Linked DNA regions of Danio rerio: region 1 is linked to region 2. The links are chromatin contacts, called in public Hi-C maps. All regions are on one chromosome and are shown on one strand. The core of a region is the stretch at or near the end of the contact, and the rest is flanking DNA. Distances in the headings are between cores, read along the strand shown.

Region 1 (5,299 bases), core at 1,869-4,368, 130 kb after region 2:
AATGCACAGTTGAAACACGACATCTTAATGGTGTGAGGGGCTTTGACAAACCAACTGTTGTAATCTCTCTTTGACACTTTAATCGACGGTTGCACCAGTTTTGCACATTTGCACCAGACACTTTTTTTTTTTTTTTTTTAAATCGCTTATCTATTAAAAAGAACATTGTGCATTTATGAAGTGTGCTTCACACAGGTGCAAGGGCTTGACAAACCACCTGTAGAGACGCTCTTCTCTCTTTAAAATAAAATAAGCTAGTCCTTACTTTAGCACTTAATTTTCTGAGCACTAACAGTTCCTTTGTTTAATTGTTTAATTAACTTCTTGTGTGTAAGTAAAAATTGCACTTGCCTCTTCTTGTTGAATCGCTGAGCACCTCTCTATAATTGTGTCACTTTAGACAAAAACATCTGTTAAATGACTAAATGTAAATGTAATATTACAATGATTATGTGCAGCAGTGAACCATTTTCAAGCAAATCTTGTTGTCATCTTCTAACAAAGAGCCTTATGTCAAGAAGCAAGAAGCTGTCCTTTATTGTCGTTTACCGGGCTGTTCATGTTGCAGCTTTCTCTCTTTATTTGTGCATGCTTGCCACGTGTCTACATGTGAAATAGTGAGTTGGCAGAAAACGTGATATGTGAACGACCATATAGCTTTCTTCTTTAAGTGAGAATGACATTAATCACAACTTTCTGACATACACCACAACTACTGGGTAAGAGTACAGTTAATGGACTATTAATGGGAGTGGAAACATAAAGCTGATGAAAGTGACCCATGCTAAACTACTGTTCTGAACTAAATCACACTTATGAATGGAAATTAGGCATAAGTGGTCCAAAGTGTGTCGTTATACTCACACTATTATACCTGGGCTGTTGAGAAAAGACTGGATGAATTCATGCTTTCATGTTATTAACACCAGTCTGACCTATTCTACTGAATATCATAGCAGAAATTAACAACTAGACCAGAAAACCTTTTTTTCCATTGTTCTGTTGCTTGATTCTGGTAAGCCGTTGTGAATTATTGCCTCAGTCTCTGGTTCTTAGCTGTCTTCTGCTCCATTAGCTGATCTGCTTCAAGATTCATCATGTTGTACATTAGACATCGACTGTAACAAGTGATTTGCGTCACTGTTGCCTTTATCAGCTTGAACCAGTCTGGCCAATCCAGTAGATAAGCAGTTTCCAAAATTTCAATAACCCTGTCAGTTTATGGTCCTTCTTTTCTATGCTGATGTCTTAACTGTTTCATTCTGCTTGACTAAATGCAATGAGTTGCTGCCATGTGATTGGCTAATTAGATATTTGCATTAACAAGCAGTTGAACAGGTATCTCTGTGGGGTTGCAGTGAGTGTAACATATATGTATGTATATATAGTGTTTTAATTTGAGTTTTAATATTTATTAGTAATTTCAGGTATACAGTAAAGGCTTTTCTCCTTAAAGCACTTTGGTTTTGTTTTGGTAATTTTGAAAGAGCTAAATAAATAATTTGAGTTGACATTCTATAAAAAAAAAGATTTGACAGAGTTTTTTGATCAGTTCAAATTTGTAATTTAATTGTGCCAATTGAAAGCAATATCTATGAATATCTGTACAGTATTTATATTTTTTGTATTTGAAATGAGTAAAGCAAAAGCGGGCTGGAGTAGTTTACGGAAAGTATTCAGACCCCCTTAAATTTTTCATTTTTTATTATATTGGAGCCATTTGCTAAAATTATTCATGGACAGCACTTGAGTTTAGTATATGAGTGTTACAGCAAGGGGTCTAAATATTTAAGACCATGTGATATCTCAGTTTTTTCTTTTTTAATTAATCTGCAAAAATATCAACAAGGCTTGTGTTTTTTGTCAATATGGGATGTACATTAATGAGGAAAAAAATTACTTAAATGGTTTTAGCAATTGGCTGCAATATAACAGAGTGAACAAATTAAGGGAGTCTGAATACTTTCCATACCCACTATAGATAGATAGATAGATAGATAGATAGATGGATAGGTAGATAGCAAATGTTTAATGTCAAGAGAAGTAAATAATTAGTTATTTTATATACTTACACATAAATGTCTATAACTTTATTATTATCTACAAATTGGAAAGTAATGCTAAAACAGATTAAGTAGATGTGCCTAAAAATGTGACAGGAAGTGTGCCCTAAAGTAATGGTTTACCAACATTTTTAAATGGCTGTTAATTTACTTACCTTCAGGCTATTAAGATGTAGATAACTATTTAAATTCAGTACAGCATTAAAGAAGAATTATAGCTAAAACCAACATCCTTGATGACTCATAAAATGCTAGTCAGCAGTTACTGACACAAGTGAAAAATGAAAATTACAAGCAAAGCTAAATTAATACCCTTAGCTTTAAACGATACATTGAGAACTTCTGAAGCAAAACAATGAGCCTGTGCGTGGAACTGGACATTATTTGCCTCTGGCTATTGACCATCAAAATGATTCTTGTGGTTCTCTTTGCAGCCTTGAAACTGCTGTATATTAGCAATATAATTTATGCTTTATTTCATTATGGAAGAGTTTTTAGAGGTTCCTAATGTTTGATATGCTTCATTATGTGACAGGAAACGGGCATTTGCTGAGGCTGTAGATTAAATGCAATAATGCAAGAAGTTTTTTTTTTCTTTTTGACCTCACTGATCATTACATTTAAGTCTTATATCTATTGTCTGGTTTTGTCTAATTATTTTGTTTACGAGGACCAATTTCTAAAATATTGGATGAACATCTGAAAAAAAAAATCCTCCATCTTGGATGACCCGATGGTGAGTAAATGACGTTTCAACATACATTTATTGCTATCTGTTTGTATATTTACATAAATTCACCTGCTCATAAAATCCGTTCACACAATCACTTCTGATTACACTCCCCAAAGCCCATTAACTTTTATATCCTCTTAAATATTAGCTAATGCAATATCAAAAGCTGATTCCGTCATGAATCTTCTACACCCAATCTTCTCAGCTATTGTCCTAAAGCTGTTTATTCAGGCAGCAGAGGGAGGAGTGTGTGTGGCTGCATGAAGGGAGGAGTCGCGCACCTGTGAATCTACACCTGCTTGCCAGAGAGAAGGACAGGACAGCCAAACCGGGGAAGAGGCAGGAGACCAGAGATACACCGAAACTAATTCAGATCCAAAGAATAAAGAGGGTCCTACAGGCCGATGACCTCACCTGCTGGCATCAACCAGATTGAGAACTGAACTGAAGGATAGTGAACCCTCAAAGGCAGATAACAAACAACTGTCACAACGGACGTACCTTTACCTGTACAGGTGAGAGAGACTTATAACTAGATATGACCTGTCTGGAAAATTCTGTGGAATGACATCCAGTTGCAGTTAGTTAATTTATAATTATACTGATTAAAGTGTACAGATAAAAGTCTTCTAAAAGGAATAAAAATGATAAAGTGGGAATGCTTTTTAATGGGAATAAAAAGTTCTACCCTAAAAATAATTGATTAGAAGGAAATAGTTTTGAAGTTCTGGAACAAAAAAGGTATACTGATAGCTGTGAATTTTAATGACCTTTGAACAGAAGACACATTTGATTACACATTTATAGCAAACAGTGAACCTTTATCACTGACTAGCGAGCCGGTGTGTGTGTGTGTGTGTGTGTGTGTGTGTGTGTGTGTGTGTGTGTGTGTGTGTGGGGAGAGGGTATCATTGCAATCAAGTGAACACTTTGAAATGCAAAACATTTCTTTCAGTTGTGTCAACAGTACAAGTTCAGCATGCTCGATGAACACCTTTGTAATGATGTTGAATTTACTTAACCATCTTGACAAAAACATTTGGGAGGCATCCTTATTTGACCATTTGTTGCTTTGAATTTAAATTAAATATATTCTAGCATTGATAATAAAAGAAATTGATTTAAAATGAGCATTTTTCCAAAGAATAGTGGTATATTCATAAAGTAAAATAAATGATTCCATTATTGAGGACGTTTAAGTGAAGGAAGTAAAATTGTTACGAATTTACATGCAAACGCAGTAGAGGTTAGTGAGTGTAATGCCTTCTTGATTTGTTTACCATGTGCTTGAATATTTGTATTCAAACACAAATATTCCATTCTCCCCACTGGAAAGGAAAATTAAAACCTTTTTTGTTTAGTTTCTCCTGGACTATTAAATTCCAGTTATCACATGTCTAATTTGAAAAGAGAACTCTGCTCAGATTAGTCTCAAAGGCCAGAGATCTCGCTAGCTCAAACATTTCTAATTTTGTTTGTCAAAATGAATGTAAAATAATTTAATCACATTCATTTAATAGCTTTACACTTACTTTATGTCAGGGGTGGATGTTTGATGTTTAATCAACATTTGAAACCACTTTAATATTTATTTGATATTTTCAAATCGTCTACTTCACTGAAGTACTAAGCAATGTATTTTTTTCTTTGTAGTTTACCCTGAGTCCAATTTTCTTTTTCAGTCTAAAAATGATGGGTTGTATTAACTCAGCATTGGGTCAAATATAGATGAAGCCAACGTTTGGGCTAATTTCAAAATGCATTGAAAGTTTTCACATAAAGGTTTTGGGTTTGTCATATCTTACCCAATGTTGGGTTAATATATTTTGCGTGTACTTATTTCCCAAAAGAGTTTTCAGCAATGCCATAAGCAGAACCATTCCCCTCAAACCCCTAAAGAAATTTCATGAGAAAAATTAAAAATATGTAAGTTCTATTCTGGAATCATTGGTTCCTTAAAGAACATGTACCATTCCTTTAATGGTTATTCAATGGCATGAGTGCAAAATCCCAGGGTGTAGTTATTTAAGAACCCACTTTGGTGGACACATTTTATATAGAATTCAGTACTTAAATAACTTGTTTAGTTTTTTACAAATAAATCATCTAAAACAGATTCCTGTTTAAAGGATCTTAAAACATTCAATGTTCTTCAAATAAATAACCTCGATTTTTAATGTATTCTGTTTACAACTTAATAAGAAAGATAGATGTATAATTGTCACAAAAATCTATGTAAGAAAAACCTATAATAGTCTGTAAATTAAACGCATGCACTTTTTGTGCCTACAGAATGGGCTAAATACAAGTAAATGTTTTCTTAAAACTATTTTGTACACCACAGTTCTTATCACTTGGCTACTTTTACGCAGTATGTACCTAAAGTCCCTCAGAGAGCAACTGTTCCCGAAGTGAAGCTCTCCAAGGGCCTTTAGTTAACACCTGATGTTTTTTTTCCAACCACCGACAGGAATAATTAATTCATCGAGAAATCTGCCGAGAT
Region 2 (5,538 bases), core at 1,174-3,673:
ATTTTTCAGTTACCAGTTAATTGCAGTGATATAACAATATGTAGGAAACATAAAGTATAAGTTCTAGAAATTGATTTTTTGAGCTTTTCTGTGACCATGAGACAGCGTTGATTTATAGACCAGAGGTTTAGGATGGAGCGTATAAGAAAGAGTTGAAATAGCAGATTACAGAGCCTGTGGGTAATATGGAAACATCAAAGCTTCAAACTTGATGCAAACTTCAACCAGTTGCCAGTTCAAGGAGATAAACGGGTGTGATATGGGCTCTCAGAGCAGTTGCAGGGAGAACAAGAAGCTCTGTTTTTCCTAAATTGAGCTGCTGGTGGTAATGTTTATTCCATACTGAGATGTCTTTCAGGAGCTGTGCAGCTACTTTTGGATCATCTGGTTTAAAAGAAAATTTTGCATAACAGTAGGGGAGGAGAGAGGGGTCCCAGAAATTATCCCTGCCCCCCATTAGCTGGTTTTTTGAATACATCTCTCCTCAAGTCAACCCTGAAACATCTACTGGTGAGACTCAAACCAGCCAAGGGGAGTTATGTAATGCCCAAGAGAGTATACAGAAAAAACTGATAATTAACTGTATAAGAGGCAGCAGACATGTCCAGTAGAAGCAGAACTGATAAAACCTGCTTTGGCAATCTGCGGTGCTTCAGTGAATAATTCTGTCCCAGTGGAATGGCCACTTTTGATGTCTGATTGCTTAATGTTCAGCAGGTTATTGTGAAAGAAATGTTGAAGCCTGGTGGAAAACAACTCTTTCCACTGTTTTGGCTTTGAAAGGGAGCAGGGAGACTGAGAGAGGTCTGTAGCTGTCTACCATCGAAGTGTTTAGCATAGGTTTCTTAAGCAGTGGGGTAACTTGAGCCTGCACAGGGAAAATGTGTGTGAAAGTGCTGGAAACAGAGTTGGATTAATGTCTTGCAGAAGATGTGAGGGAGTCTGTCAAAACAGATAAGTCTGGATACTTGAGTGTAGAGAGATAAGTTATTCTCCCTATAAGCTATTCACCTTATTCTTTAGGTACGAGCAGGCGCAGCCATTTAAATCTTTTTGACTCGAGACTTCCCGTCTCATTCACTTTCATTGACTTTTAGACGTTAAAAACAGCTTGTTTTGCTCCTTGATGTTGCAAACTGTTATTTTATTTTTATAGTATTCTGCTTTGTCTGTATAGTCATGCTAACACTTGTTTGTAGAGCAAGTAGTTGGATTGTTTTCTGCCGTTTATTATTACTAGTCGTTTCTCCCATAGGCATCCAAATCAGAAGTTCTAAAACAATCACAAAAACGAGAGCACTTCCGCTTTGAAGAATAAGGTCAATATGGATCTTCTCTTAAAGCTTTTTAGGTTTTCCACTCTTGCTTTTCAGCACATATTGCCAAGGTCTTCTAATTTCAGCAAATTGTATTATACATACTGATGGCTTAAATCTCAGATTATTCAGTTTCTCAAATTATATATATAATTGTTACCTCTTTAGATAAAGTGTTCAAGTGTTGCATTACAAAGCATAAACCATGTAACTGACTTGTGATCGATTAAAAAAATTAAAATGATAATTTTTTAAACTTGCAGATAGCTAAAGATTTTAGTTAAGGTCTCTGAATGTGAATATATATATATATATATATATATATATATATATATATATATATATATATATATATATATATATATGCATTATGAGGGTAAATGGATTGAAGCATTTAAGTATTATATTGATACAGAATGCATTTGGGTTCTGAACAACAAGCCTATGGTTGTTTTTAAAATTGTATACGTCTATACAGGGGCAGATTTAGTGATTTTGGAGGCCTACGCAATTCCAGCCAAGCGGCCCAAGTTCTTACATGCACCTTTTGTACTTAATATTTTTTTAATTATTTTTTGCTGTTTTTTCTTATATCATTTGATATCCTTTTCTACATTTTATCTTCATGCTAAATAATAATAATAACATGTAACACACCTTGTAAAACTTTTGAAACGATTCGTGTATTAAGATGAATTCACAACTACACTGTAAAGAAATCTTGGTTGCCTTAAATTTTTAAACTGAAACAAATTAACCTTATGAGTCCACTGAACTTATATTATGCTAAATTGACTAAAAATGAGATCACCGTACAAAATATGATAGGAAACTATGTTATATATAATTTATAGTATAATTTATACTTCTAGGTATTATGGTGGGGCCCTCAGATTTCCTGGGGCTTAACTTTCTTTATGGGTTAAATTCACCCCTGTGTCTATGCTACTATTAGGTAAAGAACCATATAGGCCTATGTATAGGAATATGCTTTGTGGTGGTTACACAAAGTTTTCGTTTTTTTCGCAAAGAAACCTCCTCAAGAGTGTTCCATGCGATTTCATTTTTGTAGTACTCACGTAAACTACAGCACCCAGCATGCACCATTGTAGTACGTACCCATGCACGTTCGGTCGAATTGGCGGGTTGCTGGAGCCTTTCGTGTAGCGTTACCTTTTGTCTGCTCAACCAAGGAGGCTCGGTAAAATAAAAACAAACTCTACCCCCAGTCGACAGATTTTAAAGTTTGTCGAGATTTAAACCCGGTCTAGCTGCACTAAACCACCCATTTTGGCGTTTTTCGCCGTTAATTCAGTAATACACAGGTAAGTGGCGCTGCGTGCAGATTGTAAAAACAACTGCAGGACTGATTGTGTTTCAAGAAATGCGATTTTGTTACTAACAGGTGGATGTTTTGAGTGTTTTATGCAGTGTTGTTTTAAAATACAATTTTAGTCGTATTTTGATGAATGTTTATCATTTGTTTTAGTCGAATCCAGGTCAACATGGAGAAGTGAGCTACCATGCTTTTGCAACATTAGCCACAAGGCTAGTTAGTCGGTGTCGCGTATATTAGGAGTAACGTTATTTTTAGATTTATAAAGTTAGATTTGTTGTGCATTGGAGCGTTTTATGCATGTATTTTCAAGCCAGTAATAATGTCGTCGGTGTCATACCCTTTGGACCTAAATTGTGAGTGTTATAGAGTCAACCTCCTGGCTCGGATCCGTGCTAGACAGAAACGCCTTCCTCGTGCACGTGCGCCGTTCAGAAACTACTGTAACGTTATCTCGGAAACACACTTTTAAAAAGAAATCTATGTGGCGTTCACCGTAACATTACACATCATATTTGAATATTTTACCTCACCAACTCGTGTCAGCAGGAAAAAGGACTGGAAAATTCTAGTACCTTGTCTGCGCGTGCACGTCGATGGAGTTAAAGGGATAACTCCAAGCGTGAAAATTTACTCACTCGTGTATTTTTTTAAGTTTCTTTTTGGTTAAAGCACGTAACCTTTCACTTCCATAGTTGGAAAAACAAAAATAGTATTAACCTTAATGGTTACATGTTTCCTGCTTTTTTTCGAATTATCATCTTTTGTGTTCAACAAAGGAAAGTCAAACTGGTTAGGAACGAGTAAAGCGTGATTAAATTATAATTTTCAATTTTAAATAAATTATTCTTTTAAATTTCGCGGTCCTGACACTGTTTATGAGTTGAAATAAAGTAGTTATGTATATACGTTGCTGATGCTTAGCAGTAGTGTTTAAAATGAATGTAAAGTTAAAATATGAACCATGATGACTACATGGGTGTTTACTTTTACTCTGCAGGTCTTATGCAAAACAGACAGAGATGGAATTATTTAGATTGTTTTATTTAACAATCATAACATGGGAGCCTGTTGTTGTTTTAGGTCTATATTTCTCTGTCTATATGTACATGTATCTGTTGATTAATTAGGATTATCTGAAATCTCTAGAAAAATCTTAGAATGGCACATCCTAGACAGCATATTAGTGCAAAATATTGTTGATTATCATGTTTTATAATGTTTTTATTAGACTGTTATAGACGCTTATCACATTTTCGGGGTTTTTCAGAAGCAGAAATCGTCATAGCTGGGTAAACTTAGAATGTCGTAAATGAGAGAGTACAACAAATATTTTTTTACAAATCTATTTGCTGAAATAAAGAAAGAAAATGCCACAACGGTGTTATCAAGACTTTCAGAAAAAGAAATAAAATAGTGAGACTGATGACGGCAGCCAGAGGAGAAAATAAAGTCAAATTTACTGTGCCACTCCATAGACGTTGCATCAAAAACACATAAACAGTAATTCGTTTTTTGTAATCTGATGCAAAGATGATATGATACATTCATAAATGTTCAAACGCTTTTATAAGATAAATAAATGTTAAAAACTAATTAAAAAATGCAAAAGAAAATTTAAGATTGTGATGACCGTTAAATGCGTCTTGTGAAAAGGGTTCATTATGCTATATCTGTTTATGATTTATTTAGTCAGCAACTTAATGGTCTATTGCAGCTCACAAAAATGTTTTAATGACAGTTACTAGAAAAATGTGATTATTGGTCTCAAAAAAGAATTCAGTACAAAAGTTTTGTAAGATTTTTAAAATGCATTTTTAATATAGCTAGGATTCATTATTTTAACTGAATCAACTCAAAAGGGAGCAGTGTACCATGAAAAGCTGTGTTAGCTAGATCTACTGAACTGTTATCCACAGTGATACTGTGTAACTTTATTTCCTGCCTTGTGTTGTTTCCCTGATGTCACCTGAGCCCCCATCCCCTCTAATCCACACTTTTACTCTGTTCAGCACTGTTGACGTTGACAAGGAACCGGAAGGTTCCGCAGAGCCTCGATGAGCATGAGCCAACCTACAGAGACAGTTAGTGATGCTCCCAGCGTCACCGAAGGTGTCTCAACTTTCTCATTTACTGCTGTTGTCTATTCACATGTGTGGGGAGGGTTTTATTATTTCCAGCTGCTAAAATCACTTAAGTGTTTCTGTCTTAAAGCTGCTTTTATTGAATCACAGGGTTGTTGGTGACTGTTTTTATGACCGCGTTTTCATTTTCATTTACTTGTCAGTGACTAGTAGAGGTGCTTCTACTGAGGTTTATTAGGTCAATGGTATTAAAAATGGAGTATTCTGGGTGTGAGAGAACAGCTTATAGTTACTTTTTAGTTACCAATTAAATTGTATTAAAACAGGAGAAATGTGTCTAATAATTAGTCAATTTCAATCAAGGTTAGTAAATACTGCAGGTATATTGCAATTGTTAGTTCATGGCTAATGGGTCATAAATATTTGCATATACAGTAGATGCTGATTTTCAAATTTTAGTTGCCTTATGCTGATAAAATGCAGATATCAACGTTCAATAATAATAGGTTTGATTAGCATTCATGTTATGTGACTTTCAAACTGCTGTTCAAGTGTTCTAGATAATAGTTTAACTCATTAAATTATGTATAGTTTGTGTAATATACTTATTGATTAATAAGAAATGTTCCTAATTTGATTAGATTGACTTTTTTTTTTTACTTTTTCCTTCAAATAAATGCAGGCTTCAATTTGGTGATAAGATACAATCAAAATTTTTTGCTGACCCAAATCATTTAAACTTATGTATTTTCAACCTTAATGTGTAGTATGGATATTTGTACAAAACTGTGTACATTTATTC

What was found. A called contact is a pair of places that touch in the nucleus more often than the background predicts.
Region 1: a Hi-C map of hematopoietic stem cells shows a contact between it and region 2, with 2.8 times the contacts expected there. The contact joins the promoter of prr15la here to the promoter of cbx1a in region 2. A contact is called at or near these places in 5 of 18 Hi-C or Micro-C datasets (caudal fin, embryo, hematopoietic stem cells and 1 more) and 1 of 4 datasets of contacts at active chromatin or transcription factors (embryo).

Annotation. Positions count from the first base shown.
Region 1 is chr3:22,928,442-22,933,740 of GRCz12tu, forward strand. prr15la (proline rich 15 like a) reads left to right here and starts at 3,119. Exons shown (of 2, transcript NM_001003478.1): 1 at 3,119-3,311.
Region 2 is chr3:22,799,136-22,804,673 of GRCz12tu, forward strand. cbx1a (chromobox homolog 1a (HP1 beta homolog Drosophila)) reads left to right here and starts at 2,424. Exons shown (of 6, transcript NM_199746.2): 1 at 2,424-2,641; 2 at 4,665-4,764. The coding sequence starts at 4,710.